2 separate regions of the Columba livia genome follow, and region 2 is linked to region 1. A link is a contact called in public Hi-C data. All regions are on one chromosome and are shown on one strand. Each heading gives the region's core, a stretch centred on a gene start, on an enhancer-like site or on the middle of the called end of the contact. The rest is flanking DNA. Distances are from core to core; before and after follow the strand shown. Region 1 has its middle 4.9 kb from the start of PLEKHF1. Region 2 has its middle 24 kb from the start of URI1.

The links. Hi-C and Micro-C count contacts between places; a contact is called where the count stands out from the background.
Region 2: a Hi-C map of crop shows a contact between it and region 1, with 3 times the contacts expected there. The contact joins two enhancer-like sites. A contact is called at or near these places in 2 of 2 Hi-C or Micro-C datasets (crop and liver).

Annotation. Positions count from the first base shown.
Region 1 is chr13:13,686,631-13,692,831 of bColLiv1.pat.W.v2, reverse strand. No RefSeq gene overlaps it. Among named protein-coding and RNA genes, the nearest start is that of PLEKHF1, 4.9 kb to the left of the region's middle. Within about 2 kb of position 1,916, at least 1 of the 3 cell types and tissues checked has an H3K27ac peak away from gene starts, as active enhancers do.
Region 2 is chr13:13,802,138-13,808,759 of bColLiv1.pat.W.v2, reverse strand. No RefSeq gene overlaps it. Among named protein-coding and RNA genes, the nearest start is that of URI1, 24 kb to the left of the region's middle. Within about 2 kb of position 4,024, at least 1 of the 3 cell types and tissues checked has an H3K27ac peak away from gene starts, as active enhancers do.

The DNA.
Region 1 (6,201 bases), core at 667-3,166:
CCCGTAACCTTAAGAGCTATTTGATAGGCAGGCTCAGCAGCTCATTTTTTCCCTGGCTGTAAAACTGAAACATTTGTGATATCACTTGAAGAAGCCACAGCTCAAGTTACTGTCTTTTTAAAGTCTCTTTACCTTGCTCCAGTTGCATTACCTGATCTATTGCCTCTGGCATTTTCTCCAAAACCACTTGTTTCTCAGTAGCAGAAATATCTTCCTTAACTGGGATGCAATAATTTCAAAGCAAGTAAAGAAAGCTGCAGCTGCTCAGCTGAGTCAGCCAAAGGTAAGCTCTGCAGGGGAGAAAATGGCTTTTTATTATCTTCTAGTGGCAAAATTACTACAACAGCCTGCAGGAAAAGATTAGATTATAATAGTAACAAAAACATCTGTTCCATTTTGAGCTCAGTGTATGGTTAGTGCATGTTAAAAAAAAACCCAAACCAACGCATTTTATAAAATTATTTTGAATAAAATTCAATATTGAGATTCAGTTTGGGATGTTAAAAACTCACCACGATCAAAGGATAGACTGTGTTTTTAACTAATTGACTACATGGGGCATTTCATCAGCGGACAAGACAGGTTTTAGCTATGGAAATTTTATTCAATTGAACTTGGAATACTGCTATTACTTAATGAGTGAATAAATCAACGTGTGTTCTTTATAAGGGTTACTTGTAAGCATGAATAATCTCTGTCCTATGCTCTGTGAGACTGTGGTGTGCATGGAGGGATGAATGTTTGTGTGGTCTGGCTCCTGGTGGATTCAACTAATCAGCCTATTTTAGAAATGTATGAACTGCCGTGATTGATTTGTGTCTCAAGCACTACCAGCATCACTCGTGTGCTTTAGAAATGAGGTTCTTACAAGTCTGATGGTGCAGAAATTGGAGCCCCACTCAGACTGAAACTTCAGAACATCATTTTCTCATGTATCACTTGTCCACATGCGCTGGAACTGCTTCCAGGCAAACCTGTTTCAAAGTGTCGTTGTGTCCTTACAGCCTCTCTGGGTCCATGTGTGGAAAGGTGGCACTTCCTGAGTTGTTCCTGGGAGCCTGGCTGCAAAATAATTGTCAGAATTATGAATATATTCCTGAAATCAACCTTGAAACCTGCTTGCTCCTCTGTCTTTTGCATAATGAGGCAATGCACAATTAATGTGCTTTTGTTTTTACAATGGCCGTACTGTGCTCTGCATGTATGCAGCACTTTAAGGATTTTGAAGTGCAGCATAAATTCTAAGAACTGTTTGAGGTTTTGTACCCTCCTTAAGTGAAGTAAAACTAAAAACTTGGAGAGTTACATATGGTCATATGCAGTGTGATTGCTGAAGTAGGAATAATGGGTTATTTGCTATTGTTTTCAGCAGCAACAGGCTCTGGCTCAGAGTGAATCACTTGGGAGACTGAGGAACATCCCCCAGAGCTCCTGACTCATGGCCCCATGTGCCTCACCGCAGGGTCATGTCCCAGCTCAGAAATCTCAGTGATAATTGCAAAAGCTGTGTGCAAGGAGCACAAAACTACTCAGCCTTGCAGATTCTAAAGTTGCAAGTTTGCATCGCAAGAGCCTTTGTGTTTGCTGTGCTTTGCCCTTCGCTGCTCAGACCTTCAGCCCTGTTCTGCTGATCACATGTGCAGTGCTGTGCTTGGCCTTTAGGTAGAGTTGAATCTGAAATCTTGAACAGCAAATAGTGACAAAGCAGGTAAACAGCAGATGCTAAGTCTAAATGCTGTGTATAAATACGTAATAATTATTTACTCTTGGATGGATCCTAGGAAAAAGAAAGAAGAGGCTGTGTTCTCCCCAGTAAAAGAAGACACATGTGGTTGTCAGCACTAGGATAAGGGTTTCAAACCCATGCTATCTTTAGGCTGTGAGCTGGTATTTGTGTTAAGCTTTGGCAATTGACTGTGGATCTCTGTGCTGTGAAGCCATAAGGTATTTTGCTTGTTCCTTCTTAATTTTAAGTGATAAATAGCAGTGGTGAAACATGCAGTGGGAGAGAAGAATGCTAGGGATTTCCCTGCTAAGCCAATTTCAGTTTTAATAACTTGTTCTCTTCACAGTGGTCTGTAACTGTAATCACAGAAGTGGTTAGAAGATCTGATGTAAAGCTTGGCAAGAGTTTTAATTTCTGTTTTGGATCAGCATGTAATATGTAGTTCCATTTATATCCTCCCTCTTAACTGTAAAATACTCAGGGTATTTTGTCACTGAAATGTTCTTAATCTGAAGTCATCTGTGTGTACCATTCTGCATGATAGAGTATACTGTGAGCAGGAGACATGGTAAAACCTGAAACTAAAAACCATGGGCAAAGGAAATACAGTGATTTATGCCCGTGGGGTCAAGCGGAGAGTGTGCAGGAGCATGGTGGATGTCAGGAGGGCTTGCTGGACCTCTGGCGCTGGGCATGTGCAGTGGTGAGTGGGAAGCTGCTGCTGACAGGCCCATGGATGTGCCTTGCAGTGCAGAAACACCCTCAACATCCCACACTGATGGCCCTTTCTGTGCCTCCCAGAGCACCAATGCCACATGTCCCATGGCAGCTCTGTGGCTTCTCCAATGTGGCTGTTGGTTTGAAGGGCATTTTGTAGCTGAAAAGTGAGCGGATCCAAGCAAAGGAGGAGTAGTATTGTTTCAGTGGAAAAGGCTTTTTTTTTTTTTTTTTAAATCCAGGTTACGTAGTCTCCATTTTTTCAGGTTGTGTCACTAACCCATGCTTTCTTTCATCCTTAACAGCATGAGCTTCATGTTCATTTTCTGAGTGGATTGATCAAGTGGGTCAGTCGCCGTGAGTCTCCAGGTTGCACCCAAGAGCTGCCCCGTACAGGGACGTATGACGGGGAAAGTTCAGAAGTTTGTTCTCTTCAGAGGAGGGGGACAGGTGAGTACACACTGATGAACAAGCAGTAGGTTGGGCATACTGCCAGACAGCTAGTTCTGAGTAGTGTTCCCAGATAATGGGAGCAGGTTCTAGTTGAAATATGAAAGGGGGAGGTGAGAAAGAAGTAACAGAGTATGAAATCTCAGAACTGTGAGAATGTGCAGGTATCCAGTGCAGAGAGGAATGTAATATTAGAGGAAAAAAAAAAGCATGAAATTCATGTGGAAAAAAGAAGTGTGTCTAAAAAGGCTACTGAAAGCGTTTTGCACCATGCTATGAGGGAGTATAGCACCTTTTGGGCTCAGCTCCTTTCAGAATAACATCATTCTGTGCATGTTCTTCAGATGAACTCTTCCTACCATTGCTATTCTATTTAAACAGTGATCTCATATTCAGAGTATAAATCATGGTGAACAATTAGGTATTTCAAACATTAAACTTAGGTAGATTAGGCATTTCAAATATTTAAGTGGGGGGAAAAAAAAGCATAGGAACAAGAGTGTGATAATCATCAGTTAATTTAAAAAGATGTAAATGTGTTCACCTGTGATTGACTGTTTAGTCAAAGACATCTAAAAGTGCTTCATTCATAAGCCCTGCTTTGCCCATGGATATAGCTTCTATTTATGTGAAGAAGATGCTTTGGCCTCTTTTCTTTGGAACTGCTGACCAGGATGAGTGTGTGTGTCACTCAGAAAAGAAAAATCATCCCTTTGTAAGGAACCCACGCCTTGCCTCACATTCAGTGGCTTTTCTGTAGGAAGGCATCTACTGTGATTGCCTGGGGAAGTTTTATGCATCAAGTGCATATTGCAGAGAGCTCTGTGAAAGGGGAAAATTAAAAAAAAAAAAAAAAGAAAATCTATGTTTCCTTTCATGGTCTTCAAATATAAGGGAAAATAGAAAGGCAGTGTTTTTTTTCAAGGTGTTCTGCTGACATTCTGGAAACCAAGAGAGGAAGCCTCAGCTTGGCTGGGATTCCCATCCATTGGCAGGCTGGATCTTTAAATGGAGAGCTGCTGAGCTGAAGGAGAAGCTGTGGGGATTTCTTACCAGGTGGAAGAGGTTGGTTGGCTTTTACAGAGTGCATTGCTGCCTGGGCTGTGTAGGGTATGAGATGTGGTACAGGCTAGGGTGCAGAGGATGTGTGAAAGATCACATCTTAATTTGTGAAGTGTAAAAATTGTTGCCTGCTTGAGAAACCAGAGGGATTTTGTGAAATAAGAGGTGTGTTGTGGGCTGTTGAGTTACATCTGAAGGAGGAGTTGAGGATTCTGCTCTGCATTTAATCTCAAGCTGTGCAAAAATTGTCCATGTACATGTGCCACCATCCTGCCTTTTTGGGAGTGGAAGAACCTGCAAGAGTTAATGTTTTCCTGAGATTTCTCTCTTAATGATATACTGAAATATGCAGGAAGCTTTGTTTCTTGTTTTCTGTGGTGTTTTTTTTTTTTTTGTTGCTTGCTTGTTTGTTTTTGTGTGTGTCTTAGAATGGATTATTTCTTCTCTAACCTCAACCCTGAAGAGGATCAGGGGGAGGCAGGGGAGGACACCACAGTTTGGCACTGTACTGTTTGAGCTGTTTGAATTCATTAGCTTGGGAACCCCCACAAATGCCTCAGGCTGTGTACCTCCTCATGCACCCAACTTGGGAGAATCTCTTACTGCTACTGCATGCATTAGCCTTCATTAATACAATTAGCATAATAGCGATTAGGATTTATTATTCCCTACAAACAGATAAAGCCAGTAATACATATCTCAGAATCAAATTCCTCAGCTTCTTGTCTTGGGATTGCTTTATTTTGGCATTGTTTGCTCTTTATATCCTTCCCTCTCCTAGAAGAAAGCAAGCCACTTAATTGTAAAACTGTTTGGGTCAAGGAAATGCACTGAGATGATCTTTCACGCATGCTAAATAGGTGAATTGATCTATGGGACCCACACAGCTCAGACAGCCACTCAACAGTCGAAACTGCGAACTTCATCTTCTTCAAGCACAAAAGCTACTTAGTTTCCCCATGTTGAAGACTTTTTATAATAGCAGTAAGACAACTCTAGAGAGAACCATCTAATATTAACTCCAGGGAGTAATCATCTAATCACAATCTGGGGGTGATTTGAAGCACTCATCTGGACCAAATGCCTCACAACACCCCAGGAGTGGTTTTATTGCATGATAGCAGTACTCCATTGAGCCTTATTGCTTAATTAAAAACAAATTCCCAAGTAATTTTTTTGCCTTTCCATAAAAACACAGTAGTACATAGCATGTATAAAACATCCATTAAATGATGGTAGATGCAAATTTACATTGTGAGATACAATCCGTTTCTTTACCACTTGGGGTTGAAGTTAAATGTAAAACCATTTCCTATAATCTGTGCACTGCTGTGTTTAGAGAGGAATAAATATGGGAAAGGGAGGTTCATTGTAGGATGCCTTGTTTTTATTAAGTGATATGTTTGGTCTCCTTACAAAGGATTTCAAAGTCTTGTCCATCTTGCAGGCATGGCAGTCAATCAGCAGTGTGAGCGTGGCCTGTTCTGCTTCCTCCTGGAGGTTTCCTCAGCTTGCCCTCATTTCAGTGCAGATCTACAATAGGAATGCTGTATTTCTTTCTGGGACTTCCATCTTTCTCTGAGTAGAGAGAGCACAAACAGTGCAGGTGCTGTATTTGGGATACATCTAGCATGCTACACAAGTTCTGCCTGGGTGTCCTTTGTGGGTTTTGTAGTCTAATGCAGATTAAACCTGGTAGATGCATGGTACAGGCACCTTAGGTGGTTTTGCTGCACAGCTGACCTCTGAGTGCACTGGGTGCAGGACTGAGATGTCTCCACCTCCTGCAGTTTGAGTGGGACCACTGCTACAGCTGTGGCTGCTCTGCAAAGGACCCAGATTGCAAATGGCAAGAATATGAAAGTCCTTTTCGTTGATGTTGAGGGGTTGTCCTGTCGCAGCTTCCCAACCCACAGCTCTCTTATGCCTTTACAGACTGCTTTTCTAGCCACAAAGTGATTCCCAAATGCAGCACTCCCCTGAGGACTTTGAGTACTGTTCATATATTATAGGCAAAGGAAGCAAATGCAGGTTTTTAAGTGATTATCCAAAAATCATACAGAGGGTGATACAGACACTGGTCAGAAATCCTGGCAACCAAAACTGTAATTGGGCTTTTGGCTGCAGTACTGAAGTAAATGGTGGGAGAAAAAGGTTTGATATGACTTTTTCTTCAGATTTGTCGCTCAGGGTGCCTTTAAGTAATTGTGAGACATAAACTTGCAAGTACAATTTTTTCAATTAAA
Region 2 (6,622 bases), core at 2,775-5,274, 110 kb before region 1:
GTCCCTCCCTCTGGGGTCTTTCTTCAAGGCGAAAAGTTCCCACAGTTAAAGGGAACCCCAAACCATATGTATGGAAGTCGAGACTAAGCCATCAAAACAAGGTGATTTGGTAGATTTTAACCCGGACTGCTTGCCTTTCCATCAGGGCCTGGAAGAGGTGAGAGAGGAGTCTAAGGTCTGGCACATGCCTTCCTGTTCAGGCAGAAGGTGCCCAAAAAGCTCTAGTTCCATCATTAGCACAAGCTTTGCTCTTGTGTATGGGACACAACTACACAAGGCAGAATTCTGTCAGTGAAATCCAAAATCAGCAAATCCAACAGTGATTCAGACAAAAAGCCTTTGTTGTGGATTCAGATTGGAGCTTTGCTGGCAGATGTGAGTGTCTGGGGCACGGGTGGGCTGTGGGGCAGCACCTGGCCCCTCTGCAGGACCAAGTGCCTGCCAGGTGTGCCCAGCCCTGGGACAGAGCAGGAGATGCTGCAGCAGCACCTGAGGACACAGCAGAAGAGCTAGCCCAGAGCTGCTGGTTCCAGACACAGCAGCTCCTGCTCTGTTTCCCTAAATATCTCATTTGCAGACTGTATTTGTTGTTGTTCTTTTTAATGAAGAAAGACTTCAGATCTTCAGCTGCGGACTTGGAGCTCTTAAAAAAAAATTGAAAGGATAAAAGCCTAATATTAATGAAGAAAAACAGAGCTATGCAAGCCTGGGACAACTAATAACCTATGCAGAGCTATCCACTGATAAAGATTTGCTGGTCTCTAGTACCAGTGAAGCACCAAGAGTTTTCATATAATATGCTCTCAAGGAAGATTCCAGCATTCAGTCTATCTGAACAAGATGCTTTAGGCTTAGTTTCCTGAAGACTTCTCTGCCATTTATGGACCATTTCTGCATGTAAAACAGGAAATTAGTGCACTAAAAATGACTTATGCACCAAATTAGTCTGTTTTCATACCCACAAAATCCCAAAGCAGCTGTATTTAACTCTGACCCAAGTATTCACCTCAGGGGTGAATTACCTAGAGAAGCTGGAGTCAGAAAAGCATTTGCAGCTCTAGGAAGCATATTTTACATATTAACCAATAACTTCATTTTTGTGCAAGCAAGTGCAGGTTTGGTGCACATCGTGCCATGACCCAGCATGACAGGAGCCATTCCCACAGCACCAGATCCCCACAGAGCCGCTCCACTGACCATTTCTGTTAGTCTCATGTCTTTCCATTTTAGATGAGTCCTAAAAATGTATTCCAACTTATAAAAAAGTAGCCAGGGTACCCAACCTCAATAAGCCACACACATAACAGTGCACACTTCCCACGCCCAGCTGCTGCTGGGCAGCAAACCTCACCCAGGGATGAACACATGGGTGTAGGGATCCCACATCAGTCCCTTTCCACATCAGCCTGTGCCTGTCAGTAGGGGGTGAAAGGCACTTGGGAAGCAAAGCTAAGCCTGGGCCATGCTGTACCACAGCCTCCCAAAATGTGGAACCTTTCCCCCACCCCATTTTCTGGGCATTTTCCAGAAGTGTAGAGATCCTCTCAGTTTCAGCAGGAGGCACCACTCAAAACTTCTCTGTAACTGTTGCTCAGCCTCTGTGTATTTGCCTTGGGGAGGTGACAAGCGAGAACTAAAACATGAATTTGCTTCTTTTGCTCCCTTTAACTCATGCAATCGCTTCTGTTTACATCTGCAAGCTAGACTCAGCAAAAACATCCTGCGCAGATGAACTCTACAAGTACATAATAAATAAATAATAACAATAACAGTTTGTGTTAATATAACACCTCTAATCCAATTATCTGAAAGCTCTTTGCAAACACTAATTAATTAAGTCTTGCAACACCCCTGTGACGTAGGTTATTATTATCCCCATTTTACACATAATAAACAGGAGTCACCAGGATGCTGCTTCCCTTGGGCACGTGGTTTAGCAGCACGGCCAGAGCAGAGCCCACAGCCTGCGCTCCAGCTCTCACTTCACATGTGCACAGCAACACTTTGAAAAAAAAGGCTTTTTGGGAAAGACCATCACACTACAACAGCAGAAGGGCAGGAAACTTCCCAGCACTGTCAGACCCAGCCCTCACACACAGCAAGCACCAGGCTCCCACTTGCTGCTTTCCTGCCCCAAATGACTCCTACAGATCCACACAGAGAAAACATGAGATCACACCTTACCTCTCCAGCATCAGCACAGCACAAAGCAATAATGTTTGCCTTGGGTCTACTCCAAAGCAGAGATTGCAAAACAAAGAGGTGTAGAGCAAGAACTCAAGCCCCAAAAGGCATCATAAGAGCACAGGACTCTTTTATGGGCAGCTTTGGTTTCCTCCAGGTGCTACGAATTTTTAAAATCCCCAGAAAAATCTGTAATTTATGACAGGTGGAGCCATTTGTCTTTAGCTAGGAAATGGTCCATCGCAACAGGGCAAGTGGATGGAGACTGGAGGGAGGGAAGGAAGGCCTTTAAGAGCTCCCACACCAGCCTTGCCCACGGTGGCCAGGGAGGCTCAAGCTCAGCACCAGAAGTACAGGCACTCGCACAAATAATTTGCTCTGAAGACTTTCAATATTAATTTTATTCATCAATCCTTTAAAAGAGATTCCAAAACTAAGATGGCAAGTAATTTTTTAACTTGCATTTCATGCAAAATTAATTGTTTAAAAAAAAAAAAAAAAAATTACAGTTGCTGCCCGTTTTCTGCTGAAAGCACCTTAGGTTACCTTGTGTCAGGAAAATAAAGGGAAAATATCTCTTAAAATGACCCTTTTGTGCTCTCTCCTGAGAGGGGAATACGTTTGAAGGGCTTTGCATTTGTTGCAACTATTTTACACCCACCCTGGTTCTAATTAACTGCTGTTGGCTGGAAGAGCTGCCACAGCTCCCTGAACCAACCATCCAAGTCAGGGACACTTTGGGGCACTTTGGGCAGGAGCATGGTTGGAGCCAACCCTCACCTCATTTCAACTTACCCCAACACCAATGAAATGGTGTGAAAAGGGAAATGATTTACATTCCTGCTGTACTTTTTCAGAAACATGCTAGTTTTCTCCCCAGAAGAATGTTGCTGTCAAACCCATCCTCTCTGCACGCTGAGCCATGGGCTGCTTAGCAGTAACAGGGGGGACCCACCCGTTCGTCTGCAATTAAATCCATCCTCCCCACTTTTAACATCCAAGTCATAAAATTCACACAGCTAAATTAAAGATGTTGTTAATTATTTTATGGACTTGTTGCCAATTCATTCTCTCCCGTGTTATACTGAGGTCAGTTAAGTGCTGCAGCTTGTCCCCTGTTCCCCAGCAGCACCGTGTGTGCAATGCAGAGAAAAAATGGGCAAGAAGTTGTATTGCTTCAAGTCAAACAAAATAAGGTGTGTTTGCCAGTTGATTACTAAACCTAGGAAAGATCAAACGGCTCCAGTGGAGGAGAACTGGGTACAGCAGCTTGTAGCAAGTGCTGTGGCTAATTCCAGACCAAAGGGGAAGCAGGATAAGAGGAAATTTATGAGTAAGCTCTTGAAGTAATGAAACGAAAGTAATGCTGATTGGCCTCATTTACAGCAGTTCAAAAGCTGATCGGCATCACTGAAGTAGTGAAGGATCAACTGACAATCATTTCCAGGGCGAGGAGCAGAGCTGACTCGCAGGACACAGTGTAGGGGGGGCCAGGAATGGGGGCCTTACAGCTACTGGCCCCTGTGCACCTCCCCGGTATCGCCTGGAGGTCCCACTGGCCCTGCTGGGGCAGTGCCCAGCTTCCTTGGGGAATGCGGTATGCAGTGCTGAGTGATGACCAGAGCAGCGCACCCGCTTGGTATTTTGCCTCTTTAAAATGGGGGGCAAGGCTGGAGAGTTGGTGAGTGCCCCAAAGATACCTCCTGGGAGACAAGCACTGTGCACAGAAAGCACTGCGCTCATGCAAAGTGGGGCCTGTGGCTGGATGGGCTTCCCAGAAGCAGGACGTCAGCTGAACTCCCACCAAGCACTCGCCCTGTTCATGGAGCTCGTGGGGCCTCCCAGGGCTGCAGCAGCCTGGGGTGAGCACAGACCCTGCGGCTCGTGGCCCCCCCTGCTCACCCAGCGTGGTCAGCACTGTGCTCAACCACAGCAGCTGGTAACCAACACATCGGAATAAAAGCTGATGGCTCTTCAGTTATTCTAGAGCCTATTTTTAGAAATACGGAGCTTTCTTTCCAATGGTTCATAGCGTGCTCACCCAGAAATGGGGCAGGGAGAAAAAAAACTGCACATTTGTTACTAATATACCTTTGCTTCAAAACTGAGTTTGACCCATGTCTGGGTCAGACTTGTGTGGGAATACATTATTTGTGAACATGGAGCCATCTGGAAAACATGTGCTTCCGCTGAATTTGGACAAAACCATCTGCCCATAGGTTGCACCAACGTGCTGATGGAACATGCGGTTTATGGAAATGTTTGTCTCTTCCTGGCTGATGTACTGTGTTATGACTAATTTTTGTAGGCCACATTGCATTAAGTCAGGATGTGCAGTGAAAACAACATGCCTGATAAAATCTTCTGTGAGATAATGAAATATATACATTTTGAAACTGTGGAGAGAAAAAAATGGGCTTTTCCACCTACATATGGATTCAGGTCCTTGTGTAAGCACAAAATTGTTGTCCATAAACCAATACGGCCAAAAACATGGTGTTTCCAGTAGCCTTTCACCTACCTGGGCAGGGGTAGGAAAACAACACTAATCCAAAATTAGTGAAAAGTTTTTAAGCTTTGCATATTTACACAAAACACAACGAGCTACTTCAGTTTAGTTTCTGTGACACAGACAATCCTAAGCCACAGCTGCAGCAGCTGTTTTACAGGACACGTTGGTTGTGCCTCTCTGAGTTGCTCACACTCTGTGGGGACTGAAATCCAAACTTTATTCGCGTGGAAAACAGAATCCCACGAGAGACCAAGAGTTTCCAGGTGTCCGTGCGGAGGCAGGGCCGGACTGGGTGGCTTGGCCAGAGGCAGGTGGGATTCTCCGGGGGGTGACTCGTTATTAACAAGGGAAACTTGTTATTTTGGGGTGGTGGGAATGCAGCGGCGTGGGTACGGGCGCGGGTCTGCATGTGCGGCGGGAGGATGCGGATGCCGCGGGGAGGATGCGGAGCGGGCGCGGCCGGAGGATGCTGGGGCGGGAGGATGCTGGAGCCGGCGGGGAGCGGCGGGGCCGGAGCGGCGGGGCCGGGCGGGGAGCACGGGGAGCTGCCCACGAGGTGGCAGCAGACCCTTTGCAATGCGGCGGCGGGGCCGGGCGGCGGGCGGGGGCTCTGCCGGGACAGCCCGGCCCCTGCTGCGCCTTCCCCGCCCGCAGCTGCCCCGGGCCGGAGAGCCAAGAGGTGGCTGTGGGGTGAATTGCCTTTCCATGGGTTTTGCGTTGCGGCGGGACAGGACTGCCAGGGACACGTCTCCTGGCAGGGCTGGGGCGACAGGAGAGTGTGTCCAGGCGGTAACTCGGGTTCCCTGGAGGTGTGCGCTGCTCAGAGCTCTGCCCCGTTTCAACCCACTTCTGCCATCCACCCAGCAATGCCCTTTTCTGCCACGCTCAGCACAGCTTGCTGGTGTGCTACTGATGCGATAAGAAACTTAATGTTGTTGAGATCTTTTAAACGTAGCAACAGGAGAAAATTGTATCCCAAATATCTCTACTTCGCGGGAACAGATCCTCCAGGGGAGGCAGGCTGGAGCAGGAGCGACCTGCAAAGCTCTCAGCCGAAGGTGAAGCTGGGCAGCGAAGCACAGCTGGGGCAATGACACTGCTGGAGCACAGAAGGTCTCTCGACCACCGCACATGCCACAGTCAGAGAGAGGTTTCTCTCCTGCTGGGGGAAAAGAAGGCATTTCCCACAAGGCGTGTAGGCACAAACAAGCCCTGCATTAGCCCTTCTCCAGTAGCTGTGGCGTCGGGCACCACAGACATGGGTGTGTTGGGGGCTGGGTGCGCAGGAGGCCCCTGCAGCTGTGCGGGACAAGCAGGGCTGGTTTTAGCTACAGCTACAAGGCACGATCAGCAATGCAAACCCAGACAGGGCACCATCAACATTCAGCGGCTGGTAACTGTATCTGGGGACCTGCGGGCTGATGGCAGATGGCTGAAGGAGTTTTTCTTTATAAAGTGAAAATGCAAACATGGAATCACTGTCCGCACTGATTTCCCCTCCAAAGAGCTCACGCGCTAATAGAGACTGCTACACATCTCCTCAATTAAGCAGTCAAGACGTGCTGAATAATAAATGAGCACAGAAAGGCCTCAGCTGCAGCTGGGACCGAGTCCCTGGGTAAGTGCGGCGAGTGCAGCGGGTGCACGCTGCACTGGCAGAGCGTCCCCAGCCCTGACTTGGCCGGGAAAGCTCCTCTCCAAAGAGCCCAGCTTTCTCCCCATAGCTGGTGCTTTCCCCCTCTGGGAGCCTACAGTGCTGGGGAGAGGACCAAGACCAAAGACACGAGCATCCCACCATCCCTGTCCTTCCCCTCTCTGCTCACAGCTGCCAGTTCCCTGCCACCTCTGCATCTTTGATACACAGATCGCTTTAAATGAATTATGTGGGGTTATATGTATACATATGAGAATAAAGTAAAACTTAAT